Regions from separate parts of the Sus scrofa genome. Here regions 2, 3 and 4 are each linked to region 1. Evidence: chromatin contacts called from public Hi-C and HiChIP or PLAC-seq data. All regions are on one chromosome and are shown on one strand. The core of a region is the stretch at or near the end of the contact, and the rest is flanking DNA. Distances in the headings are between cores, read along the strand shown.

Evidence for each region. A called contact is a pair of places that touch in the nucleus more often than the background predicts. HiChIP or PLAC-seq counts read pairs in DNA pulled down with a chosen protein or histone mark.
Region 2: a Hi-C map of fetal heart ventricle shows a contact between it and region 1, with 2.6 times the contacts expected there. The contact joins two enhancer-like sites. A contact is called at or near these places in 2 of 47 Hi-C or Micro-C datasets (fetal heart ventricle and heart right ventricle) and 1 of 2 datasets of contacts at active chromatin or transcription factors (skeletal muscle).
Region 3: an H3K27ac HiChIP or PLAC-seq map of skeletal muscle shows a contact between it and region 1. The contact joins the promoter of IRS2 here to the enhancer-like site in region 1. A contact is called at or near these places in 19 of 47 Hi-C or Micro-C datasets (alveolar macrophages, brain, embryonic fibroblasts and 12 more) and 2 of 2 datasets of contacts at active chromatin or transcription factors (alveolar macrophages and skeletal muscle).
Region 4: an H3K27ac HiChIP or PLAC-seq map of skeletal muscle shows a contact between it and region 1. The contact joins two enhancer-like sites. A contact is called at or near these places in 3 of 47 Hi-C or Micro-C datasets (embryonic fibroblasts, heart right ventricle and psoas muscle) and 2 of 2 datasets of contacts at active chromatin or transcription factors (alveolar macrophages and skeletal muscle).

What each region holds. Positions count from the first base shown.
Region 1 is chr11:76,225,780-76,228,889 of Sscrofa11.1, reverse strand. The region is part of intron 34 of MYO16 (unconventional myosin-XVI); the gene reads right to left. Among named protein-coding and RNA genes, the nearest start is that of IRS2, 430 kb to the left of the region's middle. Within about 2 kb of position 1,464, at least 5 of the 83 cell types and tissues checked have an H3K27ac peak or open chromatin away from gene starts, as enhancers often do. A contact at or near this core is called in fetal skeletal muscle and skeletal muscle, where this site is marked.
Region 2 is chr11:76,719,823-76,722,932 of Sscrofa11.1, reverse strand. LOC106505360 (a long non-coding RNA gene) reads right to left here. Exons shown (of 3, transcript XR_002336771.1): 3 at 1,440-2,357. LOC106505361 (a long non-coding RNA gene) reads left to right here. Exons shown (of 2, transcript XR_001299694.2): 2 at 921-2,538. Among named protein-coding and RNA genes, the nearest start is that of IRS2, 67 kb to the right of the region's middle. Within about 2 kb of position 1,567, at least 4 of the 83 cell types and tissues checked have an H3K27ac peak or open chromatin away from gene starts, as enhancers often do.
Region 3 is chr11:76,652,954-76,656,063 of Sscrofa11.1, reverse strand. IRS2 (insulin receptor substrate 2) reads left to right here and starts at 1,425. Exons shown (of 3, transcript XM_021065907.1): 1 at 1,425-3,110. The coding sequence starts at 1,451. LOC110255859 (a long non-coding RNA gene) reads right to left here and starts at 653. Exons shown (of 2, transcript XR_002336770.1): 1 at 1-653.
Region 4 is chr11:76,562,716-76,565,825 of Sscrofa11.1, reverse strand. No RefSeq gene overlaps it. Among named protein-coding and RNA genes, the nearest start is that of IRS2, 90 kb to the left of the region's middle. Within about 2 kb of position 1,610, at least 20 of the 83 cell types and tissues checked have an H3K27ac peak or open chromatin away from gene starts, as enhancers often do. A contact at or near this core is called in skeletal muscle, where this site is marked.

The sequences.
Region 1 (3,110 bases), core at 215-2,714:
CCTATAGGAAAATTCCTCTCTAGCCAGGCTACTGCAGGGAGGGATATGCTTGTGTTTTCCTCTTTGGCGTTAAGGAAAAACACAAAGGCTGAGAGAAGAGCTGGCACAGTCCTGGCACTTTCCAGGCTCTGGTTTCTAAAATGTAGAAGTCGCAGCTTGACTCTGGAGACAGACACATGTGGCTACTGTGTCACTACACGCAGGCAGGATGCTCAGACCCCAAATCAGCATCTCCTTTGTGTTAAACCAAAGGAGCAATGCCTTTTTTCTGGCCACATCTGGGGCACACGGAAGTTCCCCAGCCAGGGATGGATCCTGAACCACGGCAGTGACCTGAGCCACAGCAGTGTCAGCACTGCATCCTTAACCCACTGAGCCACCAGGAGACTCCAGAACAATGCCTTTTTAAAATTTTATTTCTTTTACTAAAGCATATTTGATGTACAATGTTGTGACAATTTCTGCTGCATGTGGAGCTTCCTGGGCTAGGGGTCAAATCGGAGCTGCAGCTGAGACCTATGCCACAGCTTGTGGCAACGCTGGATCCTCAGCCCACTGAGCAAGGCCAGGGATTGAACCCACATTCTCACAGACACTATGTCGGGTTTTTAACCTGCTGAGCCACAACGGATACTCCCAACAATGCCTTTTAAATTTCTGACTTCTCAAGAGTTCCCTTGCGGCTCAGAGGGTTAAGGATCTGTCATTGTCACTGCTGTGGCTTGGGTTCGATCCCTGGCCTGGGGAACTGCTCCATGCCGTGGGCATGGACCAGAAAGTCTGATTTCTCTAAAATCTTTCATCATTGTGCACGAGGAAAAAAACACAAATAAGGACCTAGAAATCACGGCCAAGGCCCCTGCACTCTGCTATAACAAGCCTCTAGGAAGTGAATCCGATTTTTTGCTTCTCCATAACAGCATAGCCCAGACATCTGGTATATTACCCCAGAGAAAGAAAGCGGTCACGTGTGAGGCGTCACACAGACGCGCGGAGGCTGGTTCTCAAAGGAGCAGAGAGGTTTCCCGCGTGAGGTTGTGTAAAGAGCTGTCAGGTGTGAGCAGGAGGCACACGCCAAAGGGGTGTGTGTTGTGAACAGCAGGAACCTAACGGACCCTACACCACGGGAAAGAGACCTGCCCGCCCTTTGCCAAGAGTCACAGAAATGATCGGGGGGGGGGGGGGCGTCAGTGCCCACCAGTGAGGACGCGAGGTTCGCAGGCGATTGCTCTTGGGACAGCTGCGTCCCAGAACGCAGTTTTGTGTCTAAACGAACGGATTACTCCCGAAGCAGAAAAGCACAAGGCGGCGGGGACCGGGGGAAGGACGGGTTCAGAAAGCAGAATCGCCGGACCTGCCTCTTCCCCTAAGAGGCTAGCGCCGCGCCCCCCACCCAGCAGCATCCCTCCCCACGTTTCCGCCCTGTGTGAAATCACCACCGTTGAGTAGCTCAGGCTTCTCAGAGTTGCCCTTGAACTTGTACGTTCAGCCTCCTTCTGTGCCAGAAAGTGCCACGAGCACTGGTCCCAGGGGTTAAGTCGGACGGAAGGGAAGTGCTTCCTGGTCCCCCCTGCCGCCCCGCCCCAGCTCCTGGCACCCGCTCCCCTGCCAAGTCTTAGGAGAGGGTTTGTGCTAAAAACACCAACTGAAGCAGGAAACAGTGATATCTTCAACAACATATGTGCTGAGCAGGGCAGGAATGCACCCATAGTAAAGCTAAAAAATGACTCTCGGTATAAATAAGGTTTGCAGAACCCAAAAAGGCGCAGAAAATGATGGCGTGCCAATTTTCAGTTCGCCTAACTGGCTCCTTTTGGGCCCATCTCTCCTGTCCCTGCCATGAGGGGAACACAGGGCCACCCTTTCCTCTCCCTGCAGCTCGCCCGCCCTATAATTAGCCGAATATGCAGCATCTGAACAACAAGCTGGCCTGGCCCGGAGACCGATTTCTCATGTCTGCTCTCATAGGTCACGCGGTTATTTATGGAGCTGTTATTTTTATGTTTCCTAAATGCCAGGTGGTAGTGGAGAGCCAGGAGCCTCGGAACGCAGCACCTGCACAGCTGCGCTGGGCCGGCGGCCCGCGTCCCAGTTTCGGGTGCCCTTGCTCCAGAATGCGGAGGTGGCGAGCACGCGATGCCTGCTCTGTGACTGGGAGCTTTGGTGTTGGTGGCACTGGTACAGTGTCACCCGGATGGGAGGGAAAGGAAGCCCTGCCATCTGGAAACAACAAGAAGGGTCCCCGGGAGACACCCTGACAGCTCCCGCAGCCTTTCTTAGGGAACAGCCAACACCCAGCGGCAGATCATTTCAGAACAAGACTGTTTATTTATTAGTTTTATGTTTATACTTCCATGAGAATTGTCCTGGCCTTGTTTTGTCTCTTGGTGTTTAATCAACTTTATAAATAGCTCATCGTGGGCCCCTCCTGGATTTTTAATCGAAAATTGCTTTTAAGAAGAATGACTTCAGTCCTTGAGAAAAACAGAATCTACATTTGCAGCATTGCAGGGACACTCTTGTGCTCCCTTCGGAATGGGTTTTCTAGTTCCTTCTGGACCCCCTACCTCCTCTAAGCAAACCTCAGCACAGCTAGAGATCTGGTCAGATCACTTATGAGTCACAGGAGACAGGAAAATGCTAACCATTAGCGTTCACTCACTGATGGAGCGCAGCAGGGCAGAGAACCAGGAAAATCAGCAAAAGTGGAAAACCAAAAAACAGGTACATATACACCATGGAATACTACGCAGCCATAAAAAAGAACAAAATAATGCCATTTGCAGCAACGTGGATGCAACTAGAGATCCTCATATGAAGTGAAGTAAGTCATAAAGAGAAAGACAAATACCATATGATGTCACTTATATGTGGAATCTAAAACATGGCACAAATGAACTTATCTGCAGAACAGAAACAGGCTCACAGACATAGAGAACAGACTAGTGGTTGCCAAGGGGAAGGAGGAGTTTGGGGTTGCTGGATAGAAACAATGACATTTAGAATGGATTAGCAATGAGGTCCTACTGTACAGCACAGGGAACTTGTCCAGTCTCCTGTAAGAGACCATGATGGAAGACAATATAAGAAAAGAATGTGTGTGTGTGTGT
Region 2 (3,110 bases), core at 318-2,817, 490 kb before region 1:
CCCTGCCCACGCACAGGGCCTCTTGGGAGAAAGGCTTTGGCACAGTCCTCAACTTCTCCTTCTCCCAATCCTCCATCCAGTCACTCCCCAATCTTGTCCACTCCATCTGATCCATCCTGCCCAGGTGCTCTGGGTCACTGAAAGCCTTGGGACAGCCCTGTCAGTGCTGGTTCAATGAGACAATCAACAGGGTCTATCACGATAGATGAGGGGGTGATATTAATATTATTATTAATTAAGAACCTAGGCTGAGTGAACTACCCCGAGGGAAGGAGCGAGGCTGAGTAAGCCATGCTGAGGGAAGGACCTAGGCTGAGTAAGCCATGCTGAGGGAAGGACCTAGGCTGAGTAAACCATGCTGAAGGAAGGACCTAGGCTGAGTAAACCATGCTGAGGGAAGGACCTAGGCTGAGTAAACCATGCTGAGGGAAGGACCTAGGCTGAGTAAACCACACCAAGGGAGGAAAAGGGGCTGAGAGCTGACAGCAGAGGGAGGCTCTGGAGGGCACTACTGGGCTCCCCTCACAGGGCTCAGTGGGCCTTGGAGTCTGCAAAGGGGGCTATAGCCTTGGATGAGGGGGTTCATGGGTGCCCAGGATGTCACTTCAGTTCTGCAGTGCTGATGTTAGATCTGTGTCAAGCAACAGCTGAAACTGTGCCAGCCCTTTGCTCAAGTGCTAAAATTGTGCCGAAGGGTTCGCAAGTTGTGCAGTTCATCCTGACTGAGCCCAGACCAGGCTTAACCTCCCATCTCGGACTAATGTGACCTCCTTTGCTTTCCTGTCCTCCCCTTAGTGTGGACCTGAGGCCTTTTACGAGCAGAAAGTTTTCCACATGTTTTGGTCGTCACGCTAGCTTTCCAAGTTGAGTCACCTCATTAGAAAAGAAGTCGCACTAAGTATTTATGTTTCTTTAAATAGGGTGGAATGTTAATGTGTATCATCATAAGAAGGAACACTTGTTTTGTTTACACAACTGTGTCTCCAGACCTGAAGCATCACCATGCGGAGAATCAGCGGAATTACTTCCAGGTTTTCCCCACGGTCCGCATTTGGTACATACTCGCCGACAGGCCCAAAGGCTGTCTCTGCTCTGAACTTCGAACAGTGATCATTGCAGAATTACAGAGAAACTGATGGGCGTTCAACCACTGGCTGAGAAAATGTTTTTGTTAAAAACAGACACGTAAAAAGAGGGATAGTGGTGGTACCTCAAACCCACAGCGGCAATTCCCCGCGTGTTGGGAGGAAAAGCCACGTTTTTCTGCATGTTGTCTAATGAGACAAGGAGGTGGGGGACAGCGGGTCCAGAATGGGGGTTCCCTGCGCCCCGAAGCTTGGCCTGCGGGAGGGACCACGTGTCCTTGTGTGGGGGTGACAACATCCGCACTGCCCCCACCCCAAGACCCTGGAAAGCGGGAGGATGCGTAGGCTGGAATCTTCTTTTAAAAATTAAATATCTATTTGGAACATGAACTAGAAATACCGATGGACAAGCACACTCTATAAATAGCATCTCTGTCCTGGCTCGTGACTGCATCCAGTCTGTGACCTTCGAAGGCCTCTGAAAGGGCAGAGCCCGCCGCGGCCGCTTGGACGGTTCTTATCCCCAGGCCGGGCTGAAGGGAGCGTCTGGGGCCGCCTGGTGGTGTCTCCATAAACACAGATATCCTCAGGGCGCCAGGCCACCCCTCTCTTTCCAGACATTCCCCCCACCCCGGAACGCCTCTCATGGTGTGGAGACCACCCCCAGCCTGTCAAACCCACAGAGCTCCCACCTTCAAACGTGCCCTCTTTGCCTGCACCCTTGGAGGGCAGGAGCCGAGTCTGGCTTAGGGCTGTATGGCTGGATCTGACCGTGACACCGGAGGCCTGGCGAGTGGGTGATCTGTGTCTCTCAAACTCAGTAAGCCCTCTCCAGGCCTGAGGATGAGGGCTTGGCATCCCCAGGAGGCAGAAAGGCGGACCCTCAAGCCCACCCAGACCTGCGGAATCAATCTGCGTCCAACCAGATCCCCAGATGCGGTCCAGGCACAGCTTTGAAATGTGAGGAGCCATGAAGAATCGACTGGTGTGGGCGAGGCTCTGCTCAGGACAGGCTTTGCTTCTTACACAAATTATAGCTGTTGGGAGGCTTGAAGGGGACCATTCTCACATTCGAGGCCACACACCCATTAGCTAAGACGTCAGGACCGCCGCTGTTCAGACGGAGATTTCTGTGACATCACTGACGTCCCTGCTTCAAAGACACCGCAGTCTCAGTACAACTGGCATGTGAGTCCCACTTTCGGCTGAATCTTGCACGTCGAGGGTGAAAGGCGGCAACTGCGTGTCATGAAACACAGTCTACTCCTTCCTCTAAAGATAAAGAAAAAACCCACCCTGTCGCAGCTTCTGAGTGAATTTTACCTGGAACTTAACCCATTTTCTGATCCGTGATCCACTTACTTGTGTGTTTATCTTCTGTATCATTCCACAGTGGAACTGAGTTGCCTTCACACACACACAGACACACACACACACACACACACACACACACACACACACACTAAATAAAAATTAAAACTAAGGATTATGCCACTTTCAGCTGAACTTGACCATGGTGGTGTTCCTTTCCTCAGTATTGCTTTGGAATTATTCAGTGATTCTGCTGCCCCTGTTGTTTAAATTTGAGCTGGACTTAAAGATAACCTCTTAGGGACCTGAGCTGCGTGTCTGTGATCTGTTTTCCTTGGAGGGACTCACCTCCTGTGACCAGGCAGGCCTTGCTGGCCTCCTGGCGTGGAATTCTCTGTGCTCCCCTGCTGGTGCCTAAATGCCACACACCAGGAGCTTTCCCGCTGACCTTTCCTGCCCTCCATCCATTCACTGAGAGAAGAGAGGTCACTCTGGGCTGAACTATGGATCCAAATCCGCAGCCTCACGGTCCTGGCTCATTCTTAAGCACAAGCTGCATCCAGCATGCCGACCCGCAAAGAATCAGCCTGCTCCTCTCTGAGCACGACCCACCCCCACCAGCCCTCCTGCTGCATCTGCCTACAAGGGGCCTTGAGGGGGTGACATGCGTTGCTGATGTCACCACGGTCCATTGTCCATAGAGGTAACACCAAG
Region 3 (3,110 bases), core at 176-2,675, 430 kb before region 1:
TGGCGCTGATGACGCCCCGGAAAGAGCCCACGACCGGGTGCGGGGGAAGGGCGCCCCTGAGCGGGTGGGATCCCGCCAGCGGCCGCCGCCAGCGCGGCCTGGGGTAGAGGGCGCCGCATCCGCGCCCCCTCCCGCACCCCGACTCTCCTTCCAGGAAGGGGCACCGAAGCTGCTGCCGATCCAGAGCTCACCGGTGACGGACTAATGTGATGCTCGTAAACAAGCCGGGGCCGGGCACCCGGGAACCACCCAGGCGCAAACCCGCCAAGGCGCGCCCCCACCCCGAGCCTGGGCGCGGGATCTGCTGGCCGAAGTGTGTGTTGGGGGAAGGTGGTTCCGAGAGGGCAGCCAAGTTCACTGCCCCTTCTTGGCCCCCAGCAAATGGGGCGGCGGCGGGGCGATGCGGGGCCCGAGTGGGGTGCTACCTCCGCCTCCCCTGCACCAAGCCCAGGTCCGCGGTCTCGGCCCCTGATCTCCGCAGGCGCCCACCCCCTACAGTGTTCCCTCCCCCGGTCCCCTCCCCGGCGGAAGCTTCGAGCCCAATTAATTGAGTCAAAGGCGGGAGGGCAGGGCCCTCCGCGCGGCGGCCGGCCCCCGCCCCTCCCGCGCGCCCCTTTTCCCGCCCTGGGTGGCATCTCCTCCGCCGGCATCCCCAACGAGCCTCTGATTAATGAGGCTCGGGCCGGCCCCCACCCCGCCCCGGGCCCCGGCCTCCGCGGGAGGGGGAGGGGACGGCGGGAAACGCGGCCCCGGGAGAAAGGGGGGCGGGGCGGGGGCGCGCGGCCCGCCCCCCCCGCGCCCGGCGCCCATTGGCCGCACGCGCCGTCCGTCCGGGGGCGCGGCGCCAATGCGGGCGGCGGGGCGGGGCGGCCGCGCAGTGTGTGCCTGCGTAACGCCGAGTCACATGTTGTTTTGCTCTTCTTAGTTCAGTCACTCGGTGCGCGATGTGTTACTCACTGTGCGGCGGGGACCGCGACGAGCCCGGGTCGCCGTTGGCAGCAGCAGCAGCACCAACCCCGGCGGCGGCGCGGACCCCGAGTACCCGGGCACACCCCGGCACCGCGGAGCGCGGCGCAGCGGCGGGACCGGTGCGGCCGCGCGCGCCTTAAGGCTCGGCCCCACGGCTCGGGGACCCCGACTCTCGGCCCAGCCAGCGAGTCCCCAGGCGCCGCCCGAGAGCCCAGGAGGAAGCGGCCGCGGGCAGCCGGGCCAGGGGGCGGCCACCGCCCGCGTTGGTCATCCTCTGGGGCCCCGGAGCGCGGAGGGCGCTGCGCCACCGCGCGGTGCCGGCCCCCGCGGGCCTCCCCGAACCTTCTCCACCTCCTGGGCCCGAGGGACGCGGGCTCGGGCGGGCGAGCAGGGGGGGGAGGGAGCCGCTCCCGCCCGCGCCCCCTCCGCTCCCTCCAGCCCCTCCAAGCCCGGCCGGGCGGCGGGGCCTGAATCGCCGGCGATGGCGAGCCCGCCGCTGCACGGGCCCCCCGGGCCGGCGGGCGGCGACGGCCCCAACCTCAACAACAACAACAACAACAACAACCACAGCGTGCGCAAGTGCGGCTACCTGCGCAAGCAGAAGCACGGCCACAAGCGCTTCTTCGTGCTGCGCGGGCCCGGCGCGGGCGGCGACGAGGCGACGGCGACAGCGGGTGGGGGGTCGGCGCCGCAGCCGCCGCGGCTCGAGTACTACGAGAGCGAGAAGAAGTGGCGGAGCAAGGCGGGCGCCCCGAAGCGGGTCATCGCGCTCGACTGCTGCCTGAACATCAACAAGCGCGCTGACGCCAAGCACAAGTACCTGATCGCCCTCTACACCAAGGACGAGTACTTTGCCGTAGCGGCCGAGAACGAGCAGGAGCAGGAGGGCTGGTACCGCGCGCTCACCGACCTGGTCAGCGAGGGCCGCGCGAGCGCCGGCGACGCGCCCCCCGCCGCCGCCACCGCCGCGTCCTGCAGCGCCTCCCTGCCCGGCGCCCTGGGCGGCTCGGCCGGCGCCGCGGCGGCCGATGACAGCTACGGGCTGGTGGCGCCCGCCACGGCCGCCTACCGCGAGGTGTGGCAGGTGAACCTGAAGCCCAAGGGCCTGGGCCAGAGCAAGAACCTGACGGGCGTGTACCGCCTGTGCCTGTCGGCGCGCACCATCGGCTTCGTGAAGCTCAACTGCGAGCAGCCGTCGGTGACCCTGCAGCTCATGAACATCCGCCGCTGCGGCCACTCGGACAGCTTCTTCTTCATCGAGGTGGGCCGCTCGGCCGTCACGGGCCCGGGAGAGCTGTGGATGCAGGCGGACGACTCGGTGGTGGCCCAGAACATCCACGAGACCATCCTGGAGGCCATGAAGGCGCTCAAGGAGCTCTTCGAGTTCCGGCCGCGCAGCAAGAGCCAGTCGTCCGGCTCGTCAGCCACGCACCCCATCAGCGTCCCCGGCGCGCGCCGCCACCACCACCTGGTCAACCTGCCCCCCAGCCAGACTGGCCTGGTGCGCCGCTCGCGCACGGACAGCCTGGCCGCCACCCCGCCGGCGGCCAAGTGCAGCTCGTGCCGGGTTCGCACGGCCAGCGAGGGCGACGGCGGCGCGGCTGCGGGGGCCGGGGCGGCAGGCGGGAGGCCGGTGTCGGTGTCGGGGAGCCCCCTGAGCCCAGGGCCTGTGCGCGCGCCCCTGAGCCGCTCGCACACCCTGAGCGGCGGCTGCGGCGGCCGCGCCAGCAAAGTGACGCTGGCGCCGGCAGGGGGCGCTCTGCAACACAGCCGCTCCATGTCCATGCCCGTGGCGCACTCGCCCCCGGCCGCCACCAGCCCGGGCAGCCTGTCGTCCAGCAGCGGGCATGGCTCGGGCTCCTACCCGCCACCTCCCGGCCCACACCCGCACCTGCAGCATCCCCTGCACCCTCAGCGACCCTCCAGCGGCAGCGCCTCGGCTTCGGGCTCCCCCAGCGACCCTGGCTTTATGTCCCTGGATGAGTATGGCTCTAGCCCTGGGGACCTGAGAGCCTTCTGCAGCCACAGGAGCAACACGCCCGAATCCATCGCCGAGACTCCCCCGGCCAGGGACGTCAGCGGGGGCGAGCTGTACGGGTACATGACCATGGACCGGCCTCTGAGCCACTGTGGGCGCCCCT
Region 4 (3,110 bases), core at 361-2,860, 340 kb before region 1:
TGCTCTCTACTTCAGGCAGGCGGCCCAGGGGCTTGTGACAGCCGACCCCAAGGCTGCGGCCACCAGCAGGGGACAGCGGGCAGCAAAGCCCAGGAACCTGCACACACACACACACACCCCCCCTTGGTGAATGTGGCCTGGGCCCTCGCTATGCAGTGATGGGTTCATCATCCCGCCTTTTTGCTACAGAGCAGAAGAATCGACAGGGCTGTGATCTGCCAGCTAAGGCGGAGGAGGGCGATCCAGCCTGCCTGCCCCCCCTTCCCCCGCCGCCCCCCCTTGGAGTCAGGCAGAGGCTCCCCTGGGGACAGGCAGGGGTGGGGAGTGGGGGCAGGGCCTCGAAGAGGAGGAGAAATGGTCTCCCATAACCCACCGCAGGTCTCGGGGCTCATTCAAATTTGAATTACAACCTTTCCTGCCAACGCGCTAGCAAACGCGGCTCCAAACACTTCATCTCATACCAGTGGGGCTAATTTTGCCTGACAGCTTTAAGCCCTTTGGAAAAATATCAAAAGGAAAAGGGAGGATTGTGTTTCTAACACGGGGACGCCTCAGGTGGCCGGGAGCACTCTCGAAGGTACCTACGTCTTTATCAGGAGCACCGCCCACCTTGCCGCCGCGGCATCTGAGCTCCAGGCAGTGTCCACGCGAAACGGTTTCTCCCGAGGTTCCTTTATAGCCCTTATCTGCAGGGCATGTATCACACTGTTGAATCTCTGCTTGGAAACAATTGTATTTTCAACTTGATTGTTTTGTTTGTTTTTTGCTGTTAGAAGCTGCTTTTTGTTCCCAAATATAGAATTCTGGGGTCAAAGTAAATACCTAGTCAACAAGGCAAAAAAACAAAAGAAAAGAAAAAAAAAGAAAAAAACCCACGAAAAACAAAAGCCCCCCAAAACAAAAATAACCCCCCCGAAACAACCCAGAAAAAACCCAACAAAAGAAAACCCCCCAAAAGCCGTCTCACAAGGCCGTGGCTTGCTGTGGGCTCTCAGCAGGGGGAGAGCCCTAGGCAGGTTTCCTGGGGGCTTCTAAGCAGGTTTCAGAAACTCCAGTCCAAACAGGAATTCCTGACAAATTCCTGCCAGCTCGGACCTCCAGGCCCTTAGCAACAGGCACAGTCTTTTGAATTTGCTTAAAACTATTAAGAAGTAATTAAGTAGTTAAAGGGTCTTTTTCAGCCTGGCTGAGTTTGGGAGGTGGGTTAAAAGCAAGCCCACAGCACGCTCCCTCGGCAGCCTGGCCTTCCTTTGAGCTGACCTTGCACGCTAATAAATTCATCCTGTATTTTTCTGCTACTGCCAATTTATGGCCTACAGGAAACTAATCTTGTACAATAACTACCTTCCTGTACTTAGTCCCTAAATGGGGCCAAATGGATTCGACGGCGGCCGCGCTGCCCGTGAAACAAAGCTGAGCCCGCAGGAGCCCGGAGGCTGGGCGCTCCGCCCCCGCCCTCGACCCCACCGCCGCCGTCAGGAGGTTCTTGTTGTGGCTGCGGCGCCCTGAAGAACGGAGAATGAAAAGCAGTCCTCGGTGCGAGGCTTCCCACACAGATCTCAGCTTCCACGGGAGGGAGGGGGAGAGGTGCCCTTTGAAACAGGGCCAGATGCACGGCCAGGAAGGTTAGGGAGCGAGCCGCACGTGGGCCAGCGACCTGGGGCAGGAGCCCTTGGATGCTCTGGGTGTGAAATCCACTCCAGTCACGCTGGAGTGGATTTGGTACTGAGCCCAGAAAAGAACCGTGTTCTCCTTTTAAGTCCGTTGCATTATTCGGAGCAGGGGGGCGGGGCTGAATTTGAACTTGGAGACTTTAATCAGTAGGCTTTACAGCCAGGTCGAGATGGGCAGGGACTCTCACCCAGGACGTGGCCAAAAGGCAGGAGAGCCTCTGGGATGCTGATGGGAAAACCCGAGCTTGTCCTTTGAAGAAACCCAAAGGGGGGCTCCTGGGAGCCCTGGGTGGGCCCCCTGCCCTTTGCAGCATCATGGGTGCCTGTGGAGGGGCAGCTCAGCCACCCTGGGGTCTGTGCCCAGACCCTCCCTTCCTCAGACCCCAGCTGCCGGCTCAGGTTCCTGGAGGGGATTTCTCACTCCTGGGGAGGGAGGGGGCACAGCAGCAACACCCCATTCAGACCCCACCGGCCCAGCTGGTTACAGCAACAGGTCAGCCCTGGGGCTCCGGGTGCCGCGCCCGCCTCCACACCCCTGGGAGTGCCCCCTCATGCCCCTTTGGGGCAGCCACTGAGATGGTCCTGCCGGATGCCGGGGATCTGTGTCCAGCTGGATGCCGTCTCTATGTGACCAGAGCAAGGATGTCCAGCGCGGGACCCTGGCCCCTTGTGCTGAGCGTAGTGGGTGCCAGGTCCCAGCTGCAAGACAAGACTTGACCTGCTCTCGAATACGAAGATTCCAGGGAGTCACTCAAAGCACAGCGGGGCCGTGGGGGTGGGGAAAGGGGGAGGGGTCTTCTTCCAGGAGGAGCGGAGAGGATTGACTAGAAGGCCAGGCAATGAAGGAGGGACCCCGGAATGCTGCTCCCAAACTCAGGCTGGCTGCTTGAAAAGGGGCCTTTTTCTAGTGAGTTCTGCCCCGACAAAGTGGACGCCCCCCTTCACAGGGGCCTGCGACTCCACGGAGGGCGGGCTGAGAGAGCAGCTCTGGAACGAGACAGTGGGGTGTCCAGCCCTCTGATCACAGGCCGTGACCCCGGGCCAGCCCCCCGCGTGGTTGCCCTGGGGGCCCAGCTGTGGGAGCCAGCACGCACTAGTCCCTTTCCCAGGTTGACTGTGATGATGACAGAGCAGAGCGACCGTAGCCACGCTGGTTCTGTTTTAATTTTCCATGGAGATGTAAAGGATATATGATGTTCTATTAGCTTCGGCTGTAAAACGTATGGATTCCATACTCTCCCGTGTGTGAAACGACAGCCACAGGGAGCCTAGCTGATGGGTCACAGGCACTGCCTCGGTTAACCCCCGGTCCTCGGGTGTCCCCTCCCGCGGGGGCACTGATTATACTCTCTTGGCAGGAGGGTGTGGTGGTCACATGAGATGGTGGCACAGAGGATTTAGCACATGGCGTAAATGGCAGCTCGGGTTATTTTTAGC